5 separate regions of the Mus musculus genome follow, and regions 2, 3, 4 and 5 are each linked to region 1. Evidence: chromatin contacts called from public ChIA-PET and HiChIP or PLAC-seq data. All regions are on one chromosome and are shown on one strand. The core of a region is the stretch at or near the end of the contact, and the rest is flanking DNA. Distances in the headings are between cores, read along the strand shown.

Evidence for each region. ChIA-PET counts read pairs in DNA pulled down with a chosen protein or histone mark. HiChIP or PLAC-seq counts read pairs in DNA pulled down with a chosen protein or histone mark.
Region 2: an H3K4me3 HiChIP or PLAC-seq map of bone marrow-derived macrophages shows a contact between it and region 1, with 9 times the contacts expected there. The contact joins the enhancer-like site here to the promoter of Dctn6 in region 1. A contact is called at or near these places in 5 of 39 promoter capture datasets (the C10 cell line, hippocampal neurons, liver and 1 more), 3 of 115 datasets of contacts at active chromatin or transcription factors (bone marrow-derived macrophages, large pre-B cells and memory CD8 T cells) and 2 of 9 other capture datasets (adipose tissue and liver).
Region 3: an H3K27ac HiChIP or PLAC-seq map of cardiomyocytes shows a contact between it and region 1, with 4 times the contacts expected there. The contact joins the promoter of Purg here to the promoter of Dctn6 in region 1. A contact is called at or near these places in 10 of 39 promoter capture datasets (3T3-L1-derived adipocytes, erythroid cells, fetal liver and 7 more), 4 of 484 Hi-C or Micro-C datasets (embryonic stem cells, natural killer cells, regulatory T cells and 1 more), 1 of 115 datasets of contacts at active chromatin or transcription factors (cardiomyocytes) and 2 of 9 other capture datasets (adipose tissue and liver).
Region 4: a contact with region 1 is called in an H3K4me3 HiChIP or PLAC-seq map of pro-B cells, with 3 times the contacts expected there. The contact joins the enhancer-like site here to the promoter of Dctn6 in region 1. A contact is called at or near these places in 4 of 39 promoter capture datasets (liver, neural stem cells and stem cell-derived epiblast-like cells) and 7 of 115 datasets of contacts at active chromatin or transcription factors (the NIH/3T3 cell line, bone marrow-derived macrophages, craniofacial prominence and 4 more).
Region 5: a contact with region 1 is called in an RNA polymerase II ChIA-PET map of memory CD8 T cells, with 16 read pairs. The contact joins the enhancer-like site here to the promoter of Dctn6 in region 1. A contact is called at or near these places in 1 of 39 promoter capture datasets (the 3T3-L1 cell line), 5 of 115 datasets of contacts at active chromatin or transcription factors (bone marrow-derived macrophages, embryonic stem cells, memory CD8 T cells and 2 more) and 3 of 9 other capture datasets (adipose tissue, embryonic stem cells and liver).

Annotation. Positions count from the first base shown.
Region 1 is chr8:34,106,165-34,111,075 of GRCm38.p6, reverse strand. It overlaps Dctn6 (dynactin 6), which reads left to right and starts at 2,364. Exons shown (of 7, transcript NM_011722.4): 1 at 2,364-2,657; 2 at 4,670-4,734. The coding sequence starts at 2,635. It also overlaps a transcript of Mboat4 not described here and the pseudogene Gm10131.
Region 2 is chr8:34,942,613-34,947,523 of GRCm38.p6, reverse strand. All of the region lies in intron 1 of Tnks (tankyrase, TRF1-interacting ankyrin-related ADP-ribose polymerase), which reads left to right. Among named protein-coding and RNA genes, the nearest start is that of Tnks, 21 kb to the left of the region's middle. Within about 2 kb of position 2,228, at least 55 of the 459 cell types and tissues checked have an H3K27ac peak or open chromatin away from gene starts, as enhancers often do. A contact at or near this core is called in bone marrow-derived macrophages and memory CD8 T cells, where this site is marked.
Region 3 is chr8:33,383,302-33,388,212 of GRCm38.p6, reverse strand. Purg (purine-rich element binding protein G) reads right to left here and starts at 2,371. Exons shown (of 2, transcript NM_001382855.1): 1 at 2,150-2,371; 2 at 1-1,883. The coding sequence starts at 1,877. The coding sequence ends at 825. Wrn (Werner syndrome RecQ like helicase) reads left to right here and starts at 2,686. Exons shown (of 34, transcript NM_011721.4): 1 at 2,686-2,871.
Region 4 is chr8:34,780,191-34,785,101 of GRCm38.p6, reverse strand. No RefSeq gene overlaps it. Among named protein-coding and RNA genes, the nearest start is that of Dusp4, 25 kb to the left of the region's middle. Within about 2 kb of position 2,986, at least 42 of the 459 cell types and tissues checked have an H3K27ac peak or open chromatin away from gene starts, as enhancers often do. A contact at or near this core is called in extraembryonic endoderm stem cells and pro-B cells, where this site is marked.
Region 5 is chr8:34,729,390-34,734,300 of GRCm38.p6, reverse strand. No RefSeq gene overlaps it. Among named protein-coding and RNA genes, the nearest start is that of Gm46069, 42 kb to the right of the region's middle. Within about 2 kb of position 2,445, at least 45 of the 459 cell types and tissues checked have an H3K27ac peak or open chromatin away from gene starts, as enhancers often do. A contact at or near this core is called in memory CD8 T cells and regulatory T cells, where this site is marked.

The sequences.
Region 1 (4,911 bases), core at 1,115-3,614:
GGGGTGGGGTGGGGACAAGGTTAGTCATATAGCCTCTGGGAAAGTCTCAGTGAAAAATAAAGAAATGTTCTGTAGTTGTATTTTCAAAAAAAAAAAAAAAAAAAAAAAAAAAGAAAAGTCACCTCTATAGTCTCCGGTATTTGAACACTTGATCAGAATTTGGTGGTGTTGTGAGAGGAGGAATAGGAGGTGTGGCCTTAACGGTGGAAGGTGTGGCCTTAATGGTGGAAGGTGTCACAGAAGGTAGGCTTTGCCACATTCCTTGCTTTTTCTGTTCTGTGCTTGTGGTTCCAGTTGTGAGCTCTTAACTTCCTGTTCCTGCCCGTGTGTCCGCCAATTGCTGCCCTGCATCACCTCTGCAGTCACATACTCTTATTTTTCTGGATCCGTAAGCCAAAATAACCCTTTTCTTTCTAAAGGTGTGTTCTGTCTCTGTGAGTTCCAGGCCAGCCTGGTCTACACTGCCAATTCCAGGCCAGCCAGGGATGCATAGTGAGGCTCTTGTCTCAAAACAACAAAAACACCAACACAAATAGCCCCGTGGGAAACCTCAGAGACAGGACAGACCAAGGAGAGGACAGAATGTTTGATCTTAGAGACACCTGCAGGAACTAGAGCAATTCAGCAAGGACAACGGTGAAGAGATGGCTCAGAGGTGAAGACAGGCACTGACTGCTCTTCTAGAGGTCATGAGTTCAATTCCCAGCAACCACATAGTGGCTCCCAACCATCTGTAATGAGATCTGATGCCCTCTTCTGGTGTGTCTGAAGAGAGTGACAATATACTCGCATACATAAAATAAATAAACCTTTTAAAAAATAAGAAGAAAAGAAAAAAAAAAGTATAAATGGGAGTTCCAAGATCTACTCTAAAGTCTAAGACAAACTCTGTGGGCTACAGACATATGAAGTGAAGAATCTTATCCTAAAGGCTTAGAACACAGTTTCAAAAGAATTGTGACAGGAAAGGCCCCCACAGGTTTAGGGAGATTGAGGAAGTAGATACAGGAAGCACTAGACAGGAAGACCAGAAAAGAACCTCCCCTGTCATACTGTATTTAAAACACTAACATGGAGGACCATAAAAGAAAAAAAAAAGTGTATTTAAAGTGCAAGAGAGCATCACCACACCACATCACCTGAACAGGTGTGTCCCTCTGAATGAAGGTAGGCTGTTCAGCTGAAACTTTAAACGTCTTGCAAGAGCTCACAATGATGTATTTCAAAGTCTGAAAGTACTCTGGTACTGCACCCACTAAACCTACGTGTTCTAGCTAAAGGAAAAATAAACACTTTCTACTGCAAAAACAGACTCAAAGCTGGGCAGTGGTGGCGCACGCCTTTGATCCCAGCACTCCGGAGGCAGAGACAGGTAGATTTCTGAGTTCGAGACCAGCCTGGTCTACAGAGTTAGTTCCAGGATAGCCAGGGCTATACAGAGAAACCCTGTCTCAAAAACCAAAAACAAACAAACAAACAAACAAACAAAACCAGACTCAAAGAACACATTACCACTAAGCCAGGTCTACAGAAGACCTGAAGGAATCTTTCAGATTGAAGAGAGAAACAAGTCCCTCTGAGAAATCATAAAAAAGAATAAACCACACTAGAAAAACTGTTAAAACAATACAACAACCACTATAAAAACCAGGAAAATGGCAGGAGCCATAACTCTGAGTAACCAAGGGTGACCTTGAATTTGTGATCCTTCCTGGGCTGGGTTTATGGGTGGGTTCTGCCATGGCCAGTTTCGTGTGACTCTCTGGAATGAACTCTGGACTTCATGCATGCTAAGCAAGCACTGTACCAACTGAGCCAACAGCCCCAACACACCCCCTTTAAGATATTTCTTGGTGTGACTAGAAATTGCTTAATTAAGAAACAGATTGTCCCGGATAACCAGGAGTGGGCCAGATTCAATCAGTTTAAAGGGTTCAGAGCAACACTGAAACTTCCCCCCTGAAAAGAAGAAATTCCACCTGTGGGTAGCAGCTTGGCCTTCCAAATGAAAAAGTCCCAGCTTGATCTACGGGTTTCGAACTTGCACAGCAGATCCCTAACTAATTCCTAACAAAACCCTCGTAATTCATATCTCCTGCTGGTTTTGCTTCTCAGAATGAATCCTTATTATGCCACCTGGGTCCTACGTAGCAGTAGTTGGGAGATGGAAAGACAGCTTGGTTTCTTCAAAGTTTAATAGCGTGAGATGACAAAGCCTCAGAAGAGCCAAGCACACACACATACACACGCATACGCGCGCACGCGCGCGCTTGTAAAGAGACGTTTAAAAACTGGATTTGATGTTCAAAAGAGATTTTGACAGGCTTAGGGAGGAAGTTAAACGTAGAGTGAACTTAACGATAAGGATCAGGGCTGATGGGGTTAGGATAGACTTGGTAAACACTGTCAAGTGGAAAAAACGACTTTCCAGGAGGCAGAAGCGAAGCAAGCCAAGCCAACCCCGAAAAGCAAACCATCCTCAGCACGCAAGCGCGAACCTGGAAAGCAGAAGGCGGGTCTCTCAGGCCCCGCCTCTCCCAGGCCGTGCCAGGCTCTGCAATCCCATGCAGAGATCATCGCTCTAGCCAGGCTGCAAAAATCGATCTCAGCTCTTCCTGAGACCCGGGCTTGACGATGGCGGAGAAGACGCAAAAGAGGTACGTGTTAACACCTCCGCAGGGGCAGAACCCGTTTCTGGTCGCGGCGTGGGGGCACTGAGACGGTGTATAGGTGGATGGCTCCATAATCCCATACCTGGCGTCCGTGGGGTGTGGGGGCGGAGAGGGTTTGTTCCGTGACCCCCACCCATCCCAGCACGCCTGCGCAGACTCCATTGGGGCTGCGTGGGGGACTCAGGGAGGCTGAGGGAGGTTGTGCGGGCGAGAAGGCTGCTCAGCGGTGGCTGCACCGTCGGCCCTGCCTCTGATCAGGAAGAGGGAGGCCTGGAAGAAGACACTGATGCTGTCATCCTTATGTCAGTGCCTGAGAGCCCAGGGCCGGCAACTATGGCTTTTCCTGTCACAGTCTTCACCAGTGAGAGCCGTTGGTGGAAAGAGACCGCATGGATAACAGAAAAGCATAGGGATTCATTTGCCGTTGCCTCCTTTGTCCTGGGATTAATGTCTTGAGATATACATATACATATACAGCTGTATGTATATGCATGTATCGGTGTTAAGGTGTGTGCGTGTGAATGTTGTCTCTCAAGCCAGAAGAGGGCGTGGATCGCCCCGGAAGCAAGCATTCAGTTATCACAGGACAAAGATCTAGAGAGACAGGGTGTTTCTGGGCAACTTTCGGCTCAGAATCGAGAATACTGGTGTCAGAACAGTGACGCCCCAGGAATAAACTTTGCTCTAAGAACTTTGTGGTATGCATTATCATTTGATGGTCTGTAGAAATTCTAGGGTTAGTGTCCTGATGAGTTCTAACTGTCAGCTTGAAACAACTTAGAGTCATCTGGGAAGAGGGAACCTCAATTGAAGGATCGTCCATGTCGGGGTGAGTGTCTTGATCTGTGATTGAGATGGGAAGGCCCATCCCACTGTGGGCAGAGCCATCTCCAGTCGGGTAGGCCTGGGCCATTTAAGAAAGCTACTTAGCAAGTGGGCCAGTAAGCAGTCATAGTTCCTGCCCTGAGCTCCCTGGGCATGGTGAGCAGGAAGTGTAAGGCGAATAAACCGTCTCCTCCCCACGCTGCATTTGGTCATGGTCTTTATCACAGCGACAGAAAGCAAGACAGAACAGTTAGAATACTGTTAAGAAATAAAATCCAAAGCTGTTTTGTTAAGCATTTAAAAGTATATGTGATTTTGGCCTAATAGGCTGTGTGCCACTTAAGAAGTTCATAATACATTAAACATTCTTACCACTGACTTGCTATTTTTCCATGAATCTCTTAAAACCTTTTTCTTAGCTACAGAGTCAGCATAGCTGTATTAAAAACTTTTTTTCATATTATTTTTTGGTGGTGTGAATGACACAGTCTCCTATAGGCTCATGTGTTTGAGTACTTAGACCCCAGTTGATGGTGCTGTTTAGAAAGATGCTCATGCACACTCGCACTTGTGAGTGCATGTGTATGTGTGTGTATGTTTGTTCTTGCTTGCACATGCATGTGTGTTTCAAGCTGTGGTGTCTCAGCTTCCTGGTTTTCTGCCACCTGCTGCCTGGCTCCTCACAATGATGGACTCTTATCCCTCTGGAATCTTAAGCCACAATAAATTGTTGCCTTCTACAAATTGCTCTGGTTACGGTGTTTCATTTCCACAACAGAAAAGGAATCCCTTCACATTGATTGATTGATGGATAATTGAATGTGTTTATATGCGTGAGAGTACACACATGCAGTAGTATACTTATGGATACTTATGGACACTTATGGAAATTGATTCTCTCCTTCCACCGTGTAAGACCCAGGGATTGAACTCAGGTGGGCAGACTTGGCAGCAAGCACCTTCCTTTATCAGCCCCTTTCTCCACTGAGCCATCTGGCTGGCCCCAGCATACCTTCTGTAACATATTTACATTTTAATTTTATTTCCATGGGTTCCAAGGCTCTGAATGGGTCACTGGGCTTAACACAGCAGGGCTTTATCCATGGAGCCCTCTCACCCACCGTCCATACTTTCAGTGTTACTCAGGATGAGTGTTCTCTTTCTTCCTACAGTGTGAAGATTGCTCCCGGAGCAGTAGTGTGTGTAGAAAGCGAAATCAGAGGAGATGTAACCATAGGTAAGAAAATGGTTGATGTTTCTCGAGAGCTAATGCTGGGTAACCAACTTTAGCGCTTCTCCTTTCAGTCCAGTTGTTTGTGTCTGTTACGCTGAGGCTTACAATTTTTATTGGTTTTGTTGTTATTTGTTTTGTTTTGAGTTTTTCGAGACAGGATTTCTCTGTGTAGCCCTGGAT
Region 2 (4,911 bases), core at 979-3,478, 840 kb before region 1:
TATAGATTTAAAGAACTATTCTAAAAATGGTTCAGTTGCTTAGAATTAAGATAAAATAAAGCTTGAGGGTTTTTAAAAATTGTATTAGTGTTTTTGTGTGTTTTTTCTCTGGGCTTCTAATTATGATTTATTCATTGGGTTGCATTTAGTGTTTTCTTTCTCCACTGTCTGTAGCTCTCTGAGATAAAGGAGGGTGGACTGAAAACTACTGACAGATTCCAAGTGGTGGCAGTTTTCTGCCTTCTGATGCATTGGTGTGTGTGTGTGTGTGCCACTGTTTCTATTCTCCACTTAGTTTTCGTTTTCTTGTTGTTCTGCATTTTCTTTCTGAAGGACTTAGGAAGTTTTTAGTAGTTGACGTTAGACTGCTTCTGTAGTGTCTGTCTGTCCTCACTGCAACCTGTGAGCTCCCGAAGTCTGGAAGTTAGAACTTCCGTCAGCTGTGAGAAGTGTCATTTTTGCAGAGCTTCTTCTCTTCCTACCCTCATTACTCTGGTATCTTACTGAATGCTTGCCTTTTGTACCTGTTTCAGAGCCTCCTGGAAGAGTTCTTAAGGAGCTTGGGCTGAGGAGTGAAGTATGCATTCTAGGTTGTGGAAAATGGCGATAGATGGGGCTAGGACAGAGAGCGAACGCCCCAGTGTGATTTCTTTTATCACCATTTTCCAAACTTTGCTTTTTAAAAATGCTGTCACCTTCGATGTAATTGTGCACTTGGCCCTCTGGTCCGATTGCAGTATTTCCCCTTGATATATCCCTCTACTTTTGGCTAGCGCTGCAGTGGGAAATCCTGTCTTCATATTCACAGCAGCAAAGGAGACACAGTGCTGGTGTTGAGTGTAGGCCTTCTCTGGTCCATCGCCTGCCTAGGCAGGATAATTACCTTCTGCTGTTGAGCTAATCTTTTTGCGTTGGAATTTAACCATCTTTTTTTCTTGGGACAGTTTATTTTTACTCCCTGTTTCTTACCTTTTTTGTTTCTGGTAGTTTCTCTGTTGGGTTTGGAGAAAGCACTCCTTTAGTTCTCTGTACTTTAGCATTCTCTCCCTCTCTCTACCTCTCTCCCTCTCTCTCCCCCTCTCCCTCCCCAAACCAGGTTCTATAAGATAGAATAATTTTCAGCTAGGGTCTGCTTTTGACAAATGAGAAATCAACAGGGAAATATACTCCTTTGTGACTTTTGATGAACCAATCAGAAGCTAGTTTATCTTCTAAGGATTAAAAGCTAATATAGTTACAATGAAAGCTAGAAGAGGAAGCAATAACGTTAAATATAAAATATTTGTCATTGGATGGTATATTACAGAGTAATCAGAAACTTCTAACTAGGTGTCTGTGCTTTGTTGTGTATTAGATGAGGTAAACCAGTTGGTACATAGAAGACAAGTAAGGTGGAGGTTCTTTCCGCAGTTCCCAGTACAGATGTTCACAACAGCATACACATTTCTTCCGTAAAATACAGTAAACCCAAATACCTAAAAACATGTCAGAAGAAGAAAGTGGACAGAATGAGAGTGAAGGCATGGTGGTGGAGCTGTCGTGAGATAAACAGCAGCTGCCTTCCACACATCAGCCAGGATGCACATGATTCAGAATGAACTTAGAGTTAGAAGTTCCTCCATGTCTGGACCCTCTGGAGTAGGCAGTGATGTTAGGGAGCCACTGAATACCCTGGGGAGAAAAGTGTTTAAAAGCTCTACAGTTATTGTTCAAAAGCTTCTGTGTTGCTAATTTTTGTGAACGTGACACAGGCATATCTGGGAGGAGAGGGACTCTAGGTTTAGGAGTTTTCTCCATCAGATTGGCTCGTGTGCAAGTCTGTGAGGCAATTTTTTGATTACTGATGGATGTGGGAGAACCCCAGCCCACTGTGGGTGGAGCCATTCCTGGGTAGTTGATGGTAATTCTTATAAGAAACAGGGCTGTTGGGCTGGTGAGATAGCTCAGTGGTTAAGAGCATCAACTTCCCAAGGTCCTGAGTCCAAATCCCAGCAACCACATGGTTGCTCACAACCATCCGTAATGAGAGCTGACTCCTTCTTCAGGAGTGTCTGAAGACAGCTACAGTGTACTTACATATAATAAATAAATAAATCTTTAAAAAAAAAAGAAAGAAAAAGAAACGGGGCTGAGCAAGCCATGCAAAGGGGACAGACACCAGTAAGGAGGGTTTCTTCTCCATGGGTCTTGGTTTCACTTCCTGTTTCCTGACTACTTCCCTTCATGTTGGACTGTGAAGTGGGAAGCCACACAAACCCTTTGATCCCCAAGCTGCCTTTGGTGGTGTTTGATCCCAGCAGTAGAGAGCCAATGAGGCCAGTCTTGTGGCTGGAATTACGTAAACAGTAGATCACTGATACCTTCCCTTCTAAGGTATCTCGTGGATCCTCTGTCACTAAAAGCCCGTTTATCTTTTATGTCAGTGTTCTTGACAATTTCAAGCTTACTTTACTCTTTGTCTTTTGGGTGTTCTTGGATCTTACAATACTTACAGAAAAATTAAAAAATGACATGTAATATGAACTTTGCTATTGTGATCCAGTGCTCGTTGCTTTGTTGGTAGTCAGGTTAGGAAGAAAATGCCTTCTTAGTCTGTTGTTTGCTACTGTTTATAAAATATTTCAGTTTATATTACACCAAACGCCTTTGGGTTTTCTTTTTTGATAACATTGTTCATGTTACCGTTAAGGTTTAAGGTTGTTTCTTGCAGATTTTAATTGTAGGCAAGCTTAAAATGTTAAATGTTAAGTGGAATGACTTTTCCTGGTTTTTTAGCTCAGACCTGGGGAATAAATACCCGTGGCCCTACATCTTGTACTGAAACACTTCAAAGGGCCTTAATTATAATACTTTAAAATCAGTTCTTTAAGAATGTTGCTAAGTGTATTTAGTTAGGCCTTGTACTTTGAATTTAGTTTTTCCTTAAAGTACATTTTTTGTTTTCTTTAAATATGTGAAATGACATTATTTACCAGCAAACATGTGCTGAAATTTACAAATCATCTTACACTCTACTTACATTCTACTGCTCCTGGACAGGGGTAGCTCAATTTTATATCAGAATAGTGAAACCAGAGAGAGCTGGCCATGTGTCCAGTCTGCTGTTCTGGCACAATAGTACTGAGCAGTGGTAGAGGTCCTACAGTCTCGGTTCTGTCCCTCCCTCCCTCGACCATCACAACCCAACCCTTCCCATTATGAGAAGCAAGGCTCCTGGGGAGTTTGAAGGCTTGTTGCTTTGTTCCTGTTGGGACAGAAAAGACAATGATGGATTAGGTGACATCAGTCAGGTCAGGCCACTGGCATTCTGCGAGCCCAGGTAAGGAGCTTGCATTTGAGGAAGGGTCTATCCTGTGGTCTCTCTATGCTAGCTGATGTCAACAGCAGGCATGCGAAGATGAGGCCCAGAGGACTAGTAAGGTCGTTGGATGAGTGTCTAGCTGTTGGCTTACGTCTTTCCCACTTGGACCCTCACAGACCAAGGTGCTCACCCAGAATTTGGGACCCAGCTGTCCTTGCCTTCTAACTCTGTGCCAGATCTTTATTGTTAGACAGGAGAGCAGGAGTGTCCTTAACTAGTTGCCTCTGATTTTGTTCTTGATTCTTTACTTTTTATTGTGATTTGTGTGTGTGTGTGTGTGTGTGTGTGTCTGTCTGTCTGTCTGTCTGTTAGTCTGTCTGTGTGTGTCTGTGTGTTCATACGGAGGGCAGAGGTCCATGCTGGGTGTTCTGCAGTCACCTTCCATCTTAGTTTTTGAGACTGGGTCTCTTTGTTGAGCCTGTAGCTCCAGGGATCCCTCTGTCCCACACCAAGTTCCCAGCTTTCTTCTTTTTTCCTAACGTGGGTATGGGAGATTCAGATTGAGATCCTTATGTCTGCATACCGAGCACTTGAACAGACCGGATCATTTTCCTAGCTCCTTAGTGTTTTTAAAAGAGGATCTCTTTATGTAGCATAGGCTGGCCTACAAACATTGCTCAGTCTCCCTCCAGCATTGTGGGATTAGAGGCATGTGCTGCCATATTTGGCTCTGATGTGCTCATTTTTACATAGTGTATTAGAGTTTCCTGGAGGAGAAGAACAGATAGAATTTATTATTGTTATTATTGCATCCACTAACAGTGAGATAGAACAATTGTTTCACTTGAGACATCTAGGACTGGTAGTTGCTCAGCCTTGAGGCTGGGTGCTTAAGCTATCCCAGTCTGGTGCCCCAAACCTGGTGTGTTCTGGAGACTTTGGTCTCCTATCAGTGCAGGAATGAGCTGCAGCGGTCAGGAGGAACTGAAGCAGCAAAGGAGGGAAGGCCAAGTTAGCGGGACAGCCTTCCTTCTCCATGCCCCTTTAATCTGGGTTGCTACCGGAATGCACTGTTCACACGGTGCTCCCAGCTCAGCTAAGGCACTCACTCGGTCGGTACAGCTCCCGGCCCAGGTGACTCTAGTTTGTGCAGAGTTGATTTAAAGTGAACATCTCATTCAGCTATCTGAAAACTTTTTAAAGACTCAAATAGCATTAAGTGATTTTGCTTACAAATCATTTCTCAGGTCCTTGAAACAAATTTCTACCCATGACTTACAGAAGTGATGGCAGATGCTGTTATTTATTCTCCCTGAATTCATCTTCTAATTCCTTACCAGTAGATTAGTTGATTTTCTTGAGACAGATGTGTGCTCAGCTATAAAAGACTTGTTTTTCAGCCTGTTTTTGTAAGTGGGCAGGTGACACATTTTTGGCTAGGAAAGCATAGGTAGGCATACTTAAATGAAGACCCTTTCTGATTTACTAAATATTCTGTGTCCAAGCCTTTCTTTCTTGTCTGAAAATCATGTGTCCAGCTTAGAGTTGTAGCACTCTTACAAGCACAAACAGATTAAGCAGAGAATGCTAAAGTGGACAGACAGGCTTTC
Region 3 (4,911 bases), core at 1,122-3,621, 720 kb after region 1:
TCACAACAGTGACATAAGCATAATTTCCAAAACTTTGGAAAGTCAATGAAATATATAGAATAGGAAACAGAAGATTAGATTGCAATTAGCTAGAATAATGAATTAAAACTCTTCCGTGGCTTTGATATGGCAACTAAAACTGTAGGGTTACCACAAAATTTGAAATTATAGAATTCTGTATATAGTAGTAACTGCTAAGGAATATGACATTGTATTTCAAAGGTCTAATTGTCTAATAATATTTGTATTTTAGTGGTACTAGTTAATACTCAGTTACCCAATGAGAATATATTCCTACTAGTACTTTCATAAAGAAATATACTACACTTGAGGTCAATCTCTGTTTCTGTGGTAATGGTCCTACAGGTAAACTTTGCAACTTTTTAACAAAGTACGAACTTTTAACAAAGTATGGGACTTTCTTTGGGGGTGGGATTTGTTAAATAGAAATTCACACTTTTGTATTAAGTCTATGTATCATCATTTTCAAGATTCTGTCATAGTGCAATGTAAATCTTAAGTTATCGTGATTAAAGGTCAGAATGTCACACTCTGTGCTGATCTGCATACTTCAATAGTCTGGAGCAGTTGAAGCAGCTAAACTATTTGGCTCTGGGGAGGTTGGAATTCCCATGAGAATTATAGTGATCTATGTATAACATAACATGAGAATCAGACTCCTTTTAAGTATAAACTATTAGAGGTATTACTAATAACAGAGGGCCCAAAAGAGGAGAAACTTCTTCAAATGATCATGATTACGGATCAGTACGTTTAGCCAATTACTGATTTCTAAATTCTGCCTGCTGGAGTTCAATTTCACGCTAGTCCAGGCATTCTTGTTCTTCACCACTGGCCCGACGGCCATCCATTCTCTTTTCCTTATGGCTGTTGCAAATTTTCCTCATCTCTTCTTCATACTTGATAAAATTCTCCCCAAACCTTGTCCAAGCTTTGAACGGAACAGTAATAGTATTACGGTAAGGCGGTCTCACCTCACTTACCTTCAGGAAAATTCCATATTTATTAGAGCCCACATCAAAGTAGAACCTTTTATTGTCCACTCTGAAAGAGGTCCCCTCTGGGAGTTCAAGTGGGTCGTCGTCTCCACACCTTCGTTCTTCTATGTCTCCTTCGCCGTAGTCTTCAATCAGCTGAACCAAGGCATCACGAAATTCAATCATACCTTGTGCTGGGAGGACAATAGTCTGATCCTGGCCCAAACTGTGGCCAAAGTAACCGATCATGCCAGTGCCCCGCATCATGGTTTGTCTAATCCTTAGGAAGCGACCTCGTTGGTTTTCCTTTAGGTCCAGGTAGTATTTCCTATTGTCCCTCTCTATATAGTCCGTTTTGAGGACACTGTGAGGATGCTCTTCTGACCCCACTGACACCGGTGGGGAGGGTGCAGAGTGCTTCTGCCGCCTCCTGGAGACTTGCTCTTTGCTCTGGCCATGCTCCTGTCTGTGGCCTTTCAGGCCCAGATGGGCATAGTGCTCGATGAAGTCGCCTAGACAGTCCTTCAGCTCTGCTGCTACCGACAGGGAGAGGGTCAGTTTACTCTTTCTGATATTGTCCTGCCGGCCTCTCCCTATCCAGACTTCGGCTATCTTTAGGAAGCGGCCCCGGGAGCTCTGCTTCACGTCTAGGTAAAACCTCTTTTTCTGGATGTCCACACGTTTGGAGGCTAGCTCCTGGATTTCGGATGTGCCCCCAGACTGATTAGGGGTGGCTGACGCGGAGTAGTGGGGGTAGTGAGAATGCTGGGCCTGGGGATAGAGTCTACTCTTGCTTAGGCCAGGGCCCCCTACATTCTTGCCTCCGCGGCCACGGCCGCCGCCGCTGCCGCCGCCTCCCCTTCGCCTGGCTCTTTCCATCTTCAGCTGCAAGTGACAAACAGACACACGGGGTGGGATGGGGGAGGGGTGTTGAGAACAATCGCAGACGCCCCTGGGTCCGCACTGCCCCCGCTGCCGCCGCCCGGAACCCCTACTCTGGCCCGGCTCTCGCGCTCCGGCCTCGGCCGGCTCCGCACCGCGCACACAGCATCCCCTCTGCCGCCCCAGGCCTCCCGCTCCGATTCCCGTACGCTGCCAGCCGCCCAGCTCCGGCTCGGCAGCCCCGGGGGTCCCAGCCAGCCGACACTCACATCATCTCCGTCACCGATGCCCTTCACGACCACCGCCGCCGCCGCCGCCAGCTCTCGGCCCCTCCGCCGCCGCCCCCCGCCTCCTTCCCCGCCGCCGCCGCCGCCGCCGCGCGCTCTGCCCCCCGCCGGAGCAGCGGGGCAGGGGCATCGCCTGCGGCGCCCACCGCCGCCGCCGCGCCTCCTGCGGCCGCTGCCTGGATTCGGGCACCGGCCCGACGCCGCGGGGAGGGCGGGAGGGAGGCGGGGAGCTGCCTGAGGGGCCGGGCTTGGGACCCCGCCTCCCCAGCCGCGCTAGCGGAAAGACGGGGGACTCGGGCTCTGCCTCCGGGCGCGCCCTGACGGCAGACAGCGCGCGGGGACCCGGCGTGCGAGAGAGCCGGCAGGAGAGGTGGCGGGAGGGTTGTGATTTCCCGCGACTCACCCGCACCTGCGTTGAGACTACATTTCCCAGCGTGCCCAGCGGCCGTCAGCTCTGAGCATGCGTGCTGCGCGGGGTGGCTGCGGTGGGTGGGAGGGCGGCGCGGCTGGGAGAGGTTGGGCGGGGCCGCGGGCGGAGTGCAGGGAAGGGCAGTCGCCAGACCAGAAGTGCACCGAGGCGCCCGTTGGTATAAAGTTAGTAAATGTGAGGCCTCTCTCGATGCCTGGGTCCTGGGCTTTGGTTCTCAGTCCTCCATAAATCATCCTGCTGGAGGAGAAGACCCTTAGATCTGGCTCTTCTCAGGGTAACGTGCCTTCCCCGCTTTTGCCTCTCCCCTTTGCGTACCCTGGGCTATATCTACGCATCTCGGACGCTTGTTTCTCTCTCCCACGAGGCTTTCTCTTGGGGTTGTGTTGGGGAGATTCTTGGAAAGGGAGCCTTGCCTCCTTTCTCCTTCAGATCCCCTGGAAAGGGGCCTCGGAGCCACAGGCCTCCTCTGGTCCCGTCAGTGGGCTTTCCCGCCTCTTCCGCCCCAGCTGCTGTTTATAGCGCTTCGGAGGCAGAGGTAACTGAGTCCGGGGAGGCAACCGACTTTCCACTACTGAGCAAATTGTTTTGGACCTCTTAAGGTTAAGTCATTGTACTAATGAGCATTTGGTCTTGTTGAATATGACTCGTTCTCCCATAGACCTGATATGTAAAAACCTGGAGAGCAAAAAACTCTTTAGGATGCTAATCCAGAGTCCCCAAATAACAAATTTCAGCCTTATTTTTCCCTTTGGTTTTATTGAGACCCGGCTTCTCTTCTGTAGCCCCTCACACTTTTAGCCCAGGCTGTCCTCGAACTCAAGAGAGTACGGCCTACCCTGTCATGCCCTCTTGATCTTTTATTAGAGATTGTATGCAAAGCCTGCGGCGTATAGGGCAGTTTGGTACTCGATGTCGTTGTATACTAGTTGTCCCCTGTGTCTCCTCTTGCTTTGAGGATGGAACCCCAGACTGGGACCACTCACCTGCTTGATACAGCGCTCTTCAATTGAATGGCATCCCAGCTCTGCTAATTCAGCATATAATTGTTGAGCGCTGCTGAGATAACAAAATGAATGAAACAGAAAATTTACCCATTTTTGAGCTCACAATTTAGCGGAAAGAGATACACAAAATGCCAAGTGCAGTATTGACAAAGTGAAAATGAAAGAAAGACGGGTGAGGGCCAGTGGGTGTTGGGAGGTACAATTCCCAATAGGTCCTCACTGTGAAGGAAGTGTCTATGGGACAGGAAAGAAAGTGCAAGCCTGAAGGAGGCTGCTTGGAGTAAGAGTAACCTAGAAAGGCCTTTAGGGTAGAGAAAAGGGGCCTGCTCTTAGAGATCAGAGAGATTATGCAGGATTCATGACTATGTTAGGAATCTGGTGTGTCATCCTGAAGTGTTGGGAAGCTCTGGTCGAGTTTTCAGGGAAACACACACACACACACACACACACACACACACACACACACACACTATAATTTGCCAGTTTAATAATTTTAAGTACAGTTCAGTGATAATAAATTACACTCTGCATGTGCAAATGTCGCCGCTATCTACTGCTACCACGTTCTTTGTTGTTGATTTGGGTTCTTGTTTGTCTGTTTTTGGATGCTGGGCATTGCCCATGCTATAAATACCTATTCTTTTACTGCGCACACCCTAGCCCTACTTCCAGAACTTGCTCTTCATCCTAAGCAGAGACTCTGCAGCCATAAAGCAATAACTCTATGGCCTCCTCTTCCCAGGCCCCAGAAATTTTTGTAATATTTCACTTCTCTTATGAATCCATGCATTTCAGATACTTCATGTAAATAGAGCCATTTGTTCTTTTGCACCTGACAGATGTGGCTCCGTCCATCCAGCAAGGTTTCCTTTTCAAGGCCCATCTATGCTGTTGTTCAGAGCTGAGCTTAATTCCTGTTTTAAGGCTGAATTAGTGAATGAATGGTTCCTTGTGCATATGTGCGATAGTTTGCTTATCTTTTATACTACTGATAGGTTGGTTTCTCCTTTGCCCTGAATGTTGTGTGTATCTGTGTCCCTGCTTTAAAGTTTTTTGATGTATCTCTTTATATGGGACTTTCTGGCTTCTGTGATAAGCTTTTTGAGTAACTGCCGAACTTTCACACAGGAGTAATGCACAAGTGTCTTAGTTTCCCCAAAGCCTTGTCAAAACTTACTCTTTTTTTTTTTTTAAATCCTTTCTTATTGTAATTCTGTTAGTGGGTGACATGGGGTAGTATCTTGTTTGTTTTGCTTTGTATTTGGTATTTGGGCTTTGGTTAATGACTAATGTCATTGAGCAGCTTTTCA
Region 4 (4,911 bases), core at 1,737-4,236, 670 kb before region 1:
CCAACCTTTGAGCTAGTCAAGGCATTTAAAATTAACTGGTGTGTGTCTGTGTGTGTGTGTGTGTGTTCATCTTTCACTAGCAAACCCAGAGGGCTCTGGCGGGTGGCTGGGAGTGCAACCTGCTGGGAGCAGAGTGATATATCTCAACTCTCCAGTACAGTAGATTTTAAGCACACAGTGTAGTAAGCTTTGGTAACTGTATGTGTCTGTTCAATTAGCATCCCTGACAAAACACTGGGTCCGCGCATCTTTTTTTTTTTGGGGGGGGGTTTCAAGACAGGGTTTCTTTGTATAGAACTCACTTTGTAGACCAGGCTGGCCTCGAACTCATAAATCCACCTACCTCTGCCTCCCGAGTGCTGGGATTAAAGGTGTGCACCACCACGCCCTGCTGGATCCGGGCATCTTTTCTAGTCATGAGTGGCCTGAGTGAGCCATTGTCCCAATTCCTGACACTAAAGTTTAGTTTTTCCTATTCGAGTTCTGTGTATAAATAGAACCACGTAGAATGGACTCGTTTTGTTATTAACCATGGTAATTCATCCTTCTTTACTTCTGAATCATATTCCATTAAGTGAGCATACCACAAGTTATCTATTCACCCAGCACCTGGCCTTTGGCTGACATACTTTACCAAGATATAAGATATCATGTGTTCACAAGAAGTACCATACTTATTGGAGCTCTTTTCATGGTAGTTCCCAGCCCAGACAAGCTCAGATAAGTAGTTGTCCCAGTCAGGAGCTGATGCAGAGCCCATGGAGGGGTGCTGCTTACTAGCTTGCTCCCCATGGCTTGCTCAGCCTGCTTTTTTTGACAGAGCCCAGGACCAACCATTAACCCATGATTGGCATCACCCACAATGTCTGGGCCCTCCCTCATCAATCACTAATCAAGAAAATTCCCTACAACCGCATAACTGGCTCTTAGGGAGGTAGTTTGACAATTGGGGTCTCCTTCTTTCAGACGACTCTCCCCTGAGTCAAGTTAACAAAACTAGGCAGCATAGTACTCTATAGAACACATTCTCTACTAGACCCCAAGGGTCTGAGGCATACTTTCACCATGTTTCTAGGTCATCAGCATGTTTGTTGAATGGATGAAGATCAGAAGGCAGAGGATCCTGCATTCCCCAAGCCTAGTTTAAAGGCTGGAGCTAGGAATCTACTCTAGTCAATGGCTAAGAACAAGGCAAGCTGTGGGTAGGGAGAATGTAAACACTTATTCAGCTCATAACGCCCATCAATAATGGTCCTGAACATGTTAAGCATCAAAATGTGTGTGAATGAATGAATGAATGAATGAATGAAAAGATGCAACAAGCTGCCCAGAACTGAAATCCTTGGAGACTCTTGCATCTACATCAGCCTTGGTTCCTAGAAAGACAGATCTAGAGGCGTCTCAGACACCAAGGCAGAGGCTAAATGTTTAAGGTGAAGAATAAACTAGGTTCTCTCTTGCTCTATAACCTAGGTTCTCTCTTGCTCTCTCGTATAGACTAGGGCTTCTTTCTTGTAGGCCTTTGAACGGATTGACCCAGGAGGCATAGCACTCCTCCCGTAAGAATCAGCACATTCACCGGAGAGCCCCTCAGACTGGTGGCCTTTCAGTGTGCTTCAGACCAACTCCTCGAAAGCTTGCTTATCAATCAAAGACAGATGGTGCACCGATTTTCAGTCATGCCAGCTGGGTGTTCCGGTAATTCTGCTGCTCAGGGCTTCAGATAGGAAGTTTACTCTGCAAGAAGCTGAGGAAGTACTTAGCATATGCAAGGCTGGGGGGCTGGTCTCCAGCATGGGGTGGGGGGCAGGAAGGAAGTGAGGAAGGAAGAAGGAAGGAAGGAAGGAAGAAAAGAAGGGAGGAAGGGAAGAAAGAAAGGAAGGGGAGGAGAAAGAAAGAAAGGAAGGGAGGGAGGGAGAAATAACAGAAGGAAGGAGGAAGGAAGGAAGGAAGGAAGGAAGGAAGGAAGGAAGGAAGGAAGGAAGGAAGGAAGGAAGGAAGGAAGGAGGGCAGAGAGGTGGGAGGAGGGAGGAAACGTGACGTGGCTTTGTTTCAATATGTTTGTTTCGATGTAAAAGCTAATATGTTTTGTTAAATGTCAAGTTTGAAAAACCCAAGTCCTTCTAAGAAGTAAGAGATGGGGCAGCTTATCGGGTATTCAAACCTCAGTGAGCTGCTGACCAAAGGTCGCCCAGCTTAGGACCCAGATATGTTTTCCCAGCTCGGCTGGAGCTCCTGGGCAGTGCCATTTTCAGTAAGAAGTGGGTGCCTGGAAAAGGACACTAAGATCCCAAACCCCTCCACTTGCCTGGTGCTTACTGGGCCTCAGGGAACTTGTTTCCCTATCTCTGTAATGAGAAGGCTGGACCCGATGGCCTCTGTGACTAACTGTTTTGAAGCTGGCTGGTTCTAGGCATGGCTGTCTGGAGACCACAGCTCTCAGCACTGTAGACCTCGGTCTAGGCTCCTGTGTCTCAAACATGGAGAAAGATGTTTTTAAAGACTGCAACTCAAAGTTCTTCTCCATTGAGGCATTTTCTGTTTCTTTTTTTGGGTCCAACTCAGAAATGCTTCTTGTAGTTAGCGTGTCCGATGGATAAGGAAAACTCCTGGAATCTTACGGATTTTGTCCTTGTTGATGATGCTCTGGGGGGAAGGCCTGTGACCCTAGGAGGATAGTGGAGATGGGATATTTGTGTCCTCTCAGGTCATGAGCCTTTGTTGGTGCTGTCTGGTGGCTTGAGAAAGGTACAACTGAGAGTCTCAGCACAGGGAAGAAAGGGTTCCCAGGCCGAGGACACCCACACGAAGGACAGCTGGCCTTTTCCCGCAGCGCACACAGAGAAAGCTAAGTTTGTGGTTTACCCTCCCTTCATTTTATGGCCCTATGCCGAATTTCATATGTCTAAGTACACACATCAAGTCAGACACTGTTTCTTTCCTGTTATGTACTTAGCCTGACCTTTACAGAGCTTCAGGCAGGAGGAGGCTCCTTAAGGCCTCCCTTCCTGGAAGACTGTTAAGATTAAGGTTTCTTGTGGTTGACTGACACCACAGGGGGCCTGGAGTCTTTTCCTCTCTTTGCTTAATCTCTTCTCTCATGGGGCAGCTGGGCTGTGGACTGAGTAGGGAAGAGCTGGCCCCAAATTCTGCCCTTACATCCAGCAGCTGTGTGACTTTTGTTGATACACCTAATCTAGTCTCTCCACTCAGTGTGGGGTGGGGGGCACAGGGGGAAAGGGGGGCGTGGTGGGGGATCGCTTGACAGCTGTATGCTGAGGTTCCTTCCCCAAAGCTCAACTTCCAGGGTTGGTGAGTCTACAGCCAAGGCTTGTTAGATTCTGTCAATAGTTCCTTCTTACCTGCAAGGTATACAAAGCAGCCACACACGGTACAATGTTTGCCGGATTGTTTTGTATGATAGGGACCTCGAAAAGAGCGTTTCCTTGAATGTTCCTTCTGGTAAGGCCCACTGGGAAATGGGAAGACAGAGGACTGACCAATGGTGATGGCCTCTGACATGAGGCTCCTGTGGTGCCTGTCGTTGGAGTGAACCAGTTCAACTAGACATGGACAGTTTACAAATCTAATGTGTGGACGGGTACTAGAGTCTGCATATTTCTAACCAATGACCGAGTTTGGAAATAAATCATCTATTCATTCCCCTAGCAAAAAAAAAATATTTCTAGCATCTCTCTGCTAATGAATAAACTCTTCAGGGTGGATTTGCACGCTGTCATCTAAATGCTAAGTGCTCCTGGCTGCCAGAGGGGGGTGGCTCCTGACTCATCCCTTAATTAACTTCTCCTAACCAACCCCAACAGATAGATTAGAGTGATGTTGTCCCAAGCTGCTTTTAAGGAAGTATTGTTAGAGTAAATTACTACCAAAATTGTGCAGCAGTGGCCAAGGGTAAATTGCTTCAGCTCTGATTTCTCTTCTGTAAAATGGTGATATTACCCTATAAAGGTCTGTTGTGAAGATTTAAGGAGAAAATATGTGGATACACACACACACACACACACACACACACACACACACACACACCCATACACATATAACAGAACTATTTAAGGTGCACAGCCTTTATACCTTGGTTCCTGTGCACTGTTCTCTTAGGATGGGCGTGCAAAGGAGACACAATGGCAGAGATAAGGAAAGCTGATCAATGGGATGAAAGACTGTTGGAAACCAGGAAGTCTGAAGTCTAAAGGGAGGTAGAGTTACACCCCAGCCTCCTTCTAGAAGGGGGAGGGGGGCCCTTGCAGAATTTAGCAGTACAATAATAAAAGGAAAATTGACAAAAGGAAAGACGGAGAGCATTTTAAAAGTGGGCGTGTGTGTGTGAGTGTATGTGACTGTGAGTGGGTGAGAGTGTGTGTATGAGTAAGTGTATAAGTGTGAGTATGAGTGTGTCTGTGTGTAAGTGTGAGTGTGTCTGTGTGCTCTGTGTGGAGGGGAGGCAGGAACCAATGTTGGATGTCCTGTTCTGTTAGGTTTTCCACCTAACTTTTTGAGTCAGATCCCTCAAACAACTTGGAGTGAACAAATTCAACTGGACCCATGTCACAGCCTGGCTAATGAGCTCTGGAGATCAGTTTGTCACCTCCCCATACACTCAGTGCTGGAGTTACATATGTGTATGCTCGCCCTGGTTTTTAACATGGGTGCTAGGGGTCTGTATTCAGATCTGTATGTTTCTGCAACAAGCATGGTACCTATGGAGGCATCTCCCTAGCACATGGAATATTTTTAAAATGTTTTCCTCAGTGGCTACCCCTCCACTGAGAGAGAGAGAGAGAGAGAGAGAGAGAGAGAGAGAGAGAGAGAGAGAGAGAGAGAGAGAGAGAGAAACTCAGAGCCCTGCCAGAGCCTTACAAATGCAGAGGTGGATGTTAGCAGCCAATCATT
Region 5 (4,911 bases), core at 1,196-3,695, 620 kb before region 1:
CTAAAGGAACAGAGGCAATATTAGCCTCTAAGTTCGGGGGCTGGCAGGATGCTTCACGTCCTACGGGTTAGTTCTCTGTAGCGTATGAGACAGAGCATAGGGAAGATGCAGGTAGCATACATGAAGACATGTTAGAGTTACAGCCACAGATGCTTAACTCTGTCTCAGAGAGGGCTGAGAAGATTCATAGCTTGCTTGCTCTCTTCAAGGCTGTGGGGTCTGGCTTTTCAACCGCTTAAATGGGCAAGCCTGTGTTCTAACAATGGAGTAGTCAAAGATCAACTACACTGGACATAAATCAAATACTTCTTATGGATTGCCTCTACTGCCAATATCTTGTGGGGTGGAAGGCCCACTAACACTGTGGCAGAAGCCATTCACAAAACGTATAACTGACAATCGACAACCAGAATATGGAAAATACTGTCCACCCAGGAAGGACAGATACATCAATATGCAGAGGAGTAAAAGAGACAAAAAGACAGCAGCAAGAGAGTGTATCCAAATATCAAGCATGATCGTATACACGAGGGGTGTTCAGCCTCACCAACCCTTTCAGACATCAGGAACAGGCTGGGGGTTCTCTCCATTGGCCTGGGTAGTTTTGTGAGCACACTTACACGGTGGCAATTTATCAAGTTTTGTATTCGTAATTTGTGCCGTTCCTCTGTATTTCTATACTTCAACAAACATACTGTCTAGAAGTCCATTCGTCACTTGAGCTAACTTCATGTGGACTCGAGGGATGGATGGAAAGACTGAAGATGAATGTGCTTCATAAAGTCAGAGAGCCTGGAGCAACCCAGCCAGGTGTCACTGCCCAGCTTGGGAGACAACTGGAGATGCTAGGAGTCTCATTTCTTTTTCTGGCTTCCTTTGTGACAATATGCAGCAGCGTGGTAGAAATCCCTATTCTCGGGAGAGTCTTATCCCTTCTGGAGCCCACAGGAAGCTTGCCTGGAATCTCATCCGGCCTCCGGTTCTAACAGCTTTAATCTCCGGGCAGAGCAACACCAGGGGTATACTTTGTTCAGGGAGCATCAGGTGGGTTTCATTTTTAACAGGTTTGTTGATCTTGGCCCTAGCTCTCCAGTGTGGGTAGTGCTGGCTCTAGCCTCCTTAAGCATTGGACATGATTGAAAATCTAACCATACCTGGGGATTCCCCTAAGCGGGGAAGGCACTTTGGTATTTTCACAACAAAATTCTGCCTACTGATTGAGGGGTGGGGGTGGGGAAAGGGCACTGTGGTAGACCCCAGGGAGTTAAAACAACAGGGTTAGCATAATTGGTTTCTGGGCTCTTTGGGAAACACAATTGGGATTACCTATTAAATTCCCTGTATAACTTTTAAGAAGTCTTTTGGATTGTAAATGAAGCAGTTATCAATCTAGTTAGGCAACACAATAACAGGCTTTGGAAGTAAGACTCGGGACAAAGGATGTCATCAAAATGCAAATGGTTTCCCCTGGGTGTGTCCTTATGAAAGGTTTTCAGAAAGAGGGAAAATTGTTCTTTGAGGCTGTGGAAAACTGTCTTGATTATCAAGGCTGAGACAAAGAGGAGACAGGAAGGCTTAGCTGGTTTACTTGTTTTCAACTCACTTAGAAGGTTAGATGTTTAGTTAGTTACCCCTTAGGTAATTGTATTGGTCCCTGGAGGAGCTCATAGCTGGAGCCATCATCTCAGATCTTCTTATTTGAATGAACCCAATCTAAGTTTGAGCTCTGGTGATCCATGCCGGCTAACACAAAACAGGAAGATAAAGTCTGTGCTACCCAGATAATGTGTATTGGGCTGTAAAACCACTTCCTCTCCTCTTATATTTAAATTTATGATCTACCCCCCCCCCACACACACACACACAGAGAGCTAAAGAGGAATTTTGGGGCAGGGGGTAAAAATAAAACTTTGAAATTAATTAAAATAATGGAACAATAACCCCCCTTTCATCTTTCTTCAACGAACTTAGTCTCAGTATTTAATGCCCAAGAGGGTCACTTTAGAAGATGTACAAGGAGCCTGTTCTTAGCATCTTCAGATGCGACTGTAGTTGTGTTTTATAAACCGGCTGCATGAGGATGCTTGGCAGGCCCGACCAAGGTGTTCCCTGAACAACCAAACCATGCGAAGGGCCGAATATAAAAGGGAGTTTATTTGGGACCTGGAGAAGGGGAACAGAGAAGGACAGAAAGAGAGGAGAGAGGAAGAGGGGAAGATCGAGGACACGTGAGAAAAGAGAGAGATGGAGATTGCAGGGAGAGGGAGGAAAGGGGGAGGGGGAAAGGGGAAAGGAGGGAGGGAGAGAGAGAGGTGAGAGGAGAGAGAGAGGGAGAGGGAGAGGGAGAGAGAGGAAGAGAGGAAGAGGAAGAGAGGAAGAGGCTCTACCTGGCCATTGTTCGGTGACTGTTGGGCGGAGACTCCAGGAAATGCTAACGGTGCTAAGGTACTTGGAGGCGGTACATTATTACATTCTGGAGCAAGCTGACAGTTTCTCACACCGAGCCAAGTTGGTCACAGCAGGTTTGGTTTCAGAGAGTGTCAGACAGCGTGAACAGATGGACAGTCCCTTGAGACAAAGTGAGGGGCGTTCGAGTAGCTCAGAGACATGCGGCTCTTCAGGATGCCGATCCTGTATCAGCCCTTTCCTCTGCTTCAATCCCCCAGACACTGTTTAAAACTTGCTTGAGGAAGTCAGTTCATCTGGAACCCCGGTAGCAATCCTTCTAAGCTTAGTTGGAGTGCCAAAACTCTTCAAGAAAAAAAAATACATTTTTTGAAAACACAGAGTGGGTCATGAATTTGTAGCATTTGAGATCAGCACAGTGTTCTTATTCGGCTCTATACTGTTCTCTGAGTAGCAACTTTGCATGACAGCTTGGACTCTGACAAAGTCACTGATTAAAGGTATAAACACCCTTGGCAATAACAACCAGCCAAACATTCTTTACTCATCAAAAGCAAAACCAAAATGCATCAGAATCATGGAGAGCCTTTGGGGACAAAAGGGACTTGGTAAAGAACCCACACTGCTTTTTTTTTTTTTTCCTTATGGGTTAAGATTCAGACATGTCCCACCCACTTTACCTTTTGACATTTCATCTACAAAATTCACACTGAAGAACCAAAATAATTTGTCAGACCCAACCCCCTCACCCTGCCCCATAATGTTTTAAGTAAGTTTACAATATGACATGGGCTTCCTTCATCAATATCCTCCTGTGCAGACGTCTCATGGGAGCCAGGCAGAATGGAGTTGGTCTCTTCTGGTTTATGGTTTCGATCTGTGCAAATACACTTCTCTGCACCAATCCTTAGCTCTTCTGGGCATGGAGACCTAGTGAAGCATGGAAATTATAAAAAAGAAGACAAAAGCCGGACAGTGGAAGCACACACCTTTAATCCCAGCAGAGGAAGGCAGAGAGAGCCAAGAGGATCTCTGAGTTCGAGGCTATCCTGGTTCACAAAGTTCCAGGACAGCTAGGGCTACATAGAAAGATTCTGTCTTGAAAAACCAAAAATAAAGAAGAAAGAGGAGAAGATGAAGGAGGAGGAGAAGGAGAAGGAGGAGGAGGAGGAGGAAGAGGAAGAAGAGGAGGAGGAAGAAGAGGAGGAGGAGGAGGAGGAGGAGGAAGAGGCTCAACTGATTTATCATGATCGTATGTGCTTGGAATCTCAGCACCTAGAAGGAAGAGGCAAGGAGACTTTGAGTTAATCACTAACCTGGGTTACAACAACAACAACCAAAACAAAACAAACCACCTTGGTTCTGGTCTAATTCTATTACAAAATATTACGGAGAGATGGAATGAGCTCAAAGGGTTTGTTCACAAAAGTTTCAAGGAGAAGGGCAGGATGGGGGGCATTCTTTGTATGTGGCGGGAAGCGATCATGGGATTCAGCTTTCAAAAGTCACACTTATAGGCTGGTTGTAGTTCTGTGGAGAGCAGAGGCCTTACAGCCTTGGGTTCATTCGGTCCCTGCACCACCTCTTCCCATGCTGACAAATGGGATAGCGTTTGGGAAAAGGCTTTCCAGGCCGCAAACTATTATTGTATAAGTAATAGCACTGCTGACTTTTTTTAAATTATTATTTATTTAACTATAGCAGGAAGAGGGAAGACACGTGGAGACAGCTATACCTGTAGCTCTTCATGTATAATTCCTGGTTGATTCATGTGCTTTTGAAATGTATAAAAAGGACCTAAATAGATAATGTTTCTGAAATTTTTATCTATTTGAGTAGCTTAGTAGTTACTTTCATCTTAAAATAATGCCCTCTTTATTATTTTCTTTTGTAAATACATTCTAGGACCAGAGCTGTCTTTATGTACAGGTGAGTATGTAATATTGACTCTATAGAGTTTTGACTTTCTCAGCGAGTTTTTCTTGAGTGCTCAGCTTCCTCACTCCATCACTGCTAACTGTCTTCAGAATCCTGCCTCCGGTAACTGCTGTTACTCTGACAACCGAGTTATTGTTACTTCCCATTTAAAGCAATCTGGATGGCAACCATGGCAGAGGGGAGAGTCCCCCAATGTGTCTTCCACTTTCGGTTGCTTTTAGCTTATATTTGGGAAAGATCGCTGCGTTTAACTGTAACTCTGGGCAAGTTGGCTGAAGAGTATTTCTGTTATGTTTACATACTATGTAATTGTGTTTTCAGACAATCTGCTTCGTATTGCTGCTCATATACTGGTGTGAGCTGGTTCTCAAGAACAAAACCAGGGCTGGAGAGATGGCTCATTTGGTACAGCCTTGAAAATATTCGAACCCGAGTTCAAGGCACAGAATTCACGTAAACATGTTCACAGGTAGAGACAGAAGGACCCCTGGTACTCAGTGGCTTCCTAGACTCGCTGGCTAGGCAGCCTAGCATAACTGATCAGTTCCAGGACAATAAGAGACCTTA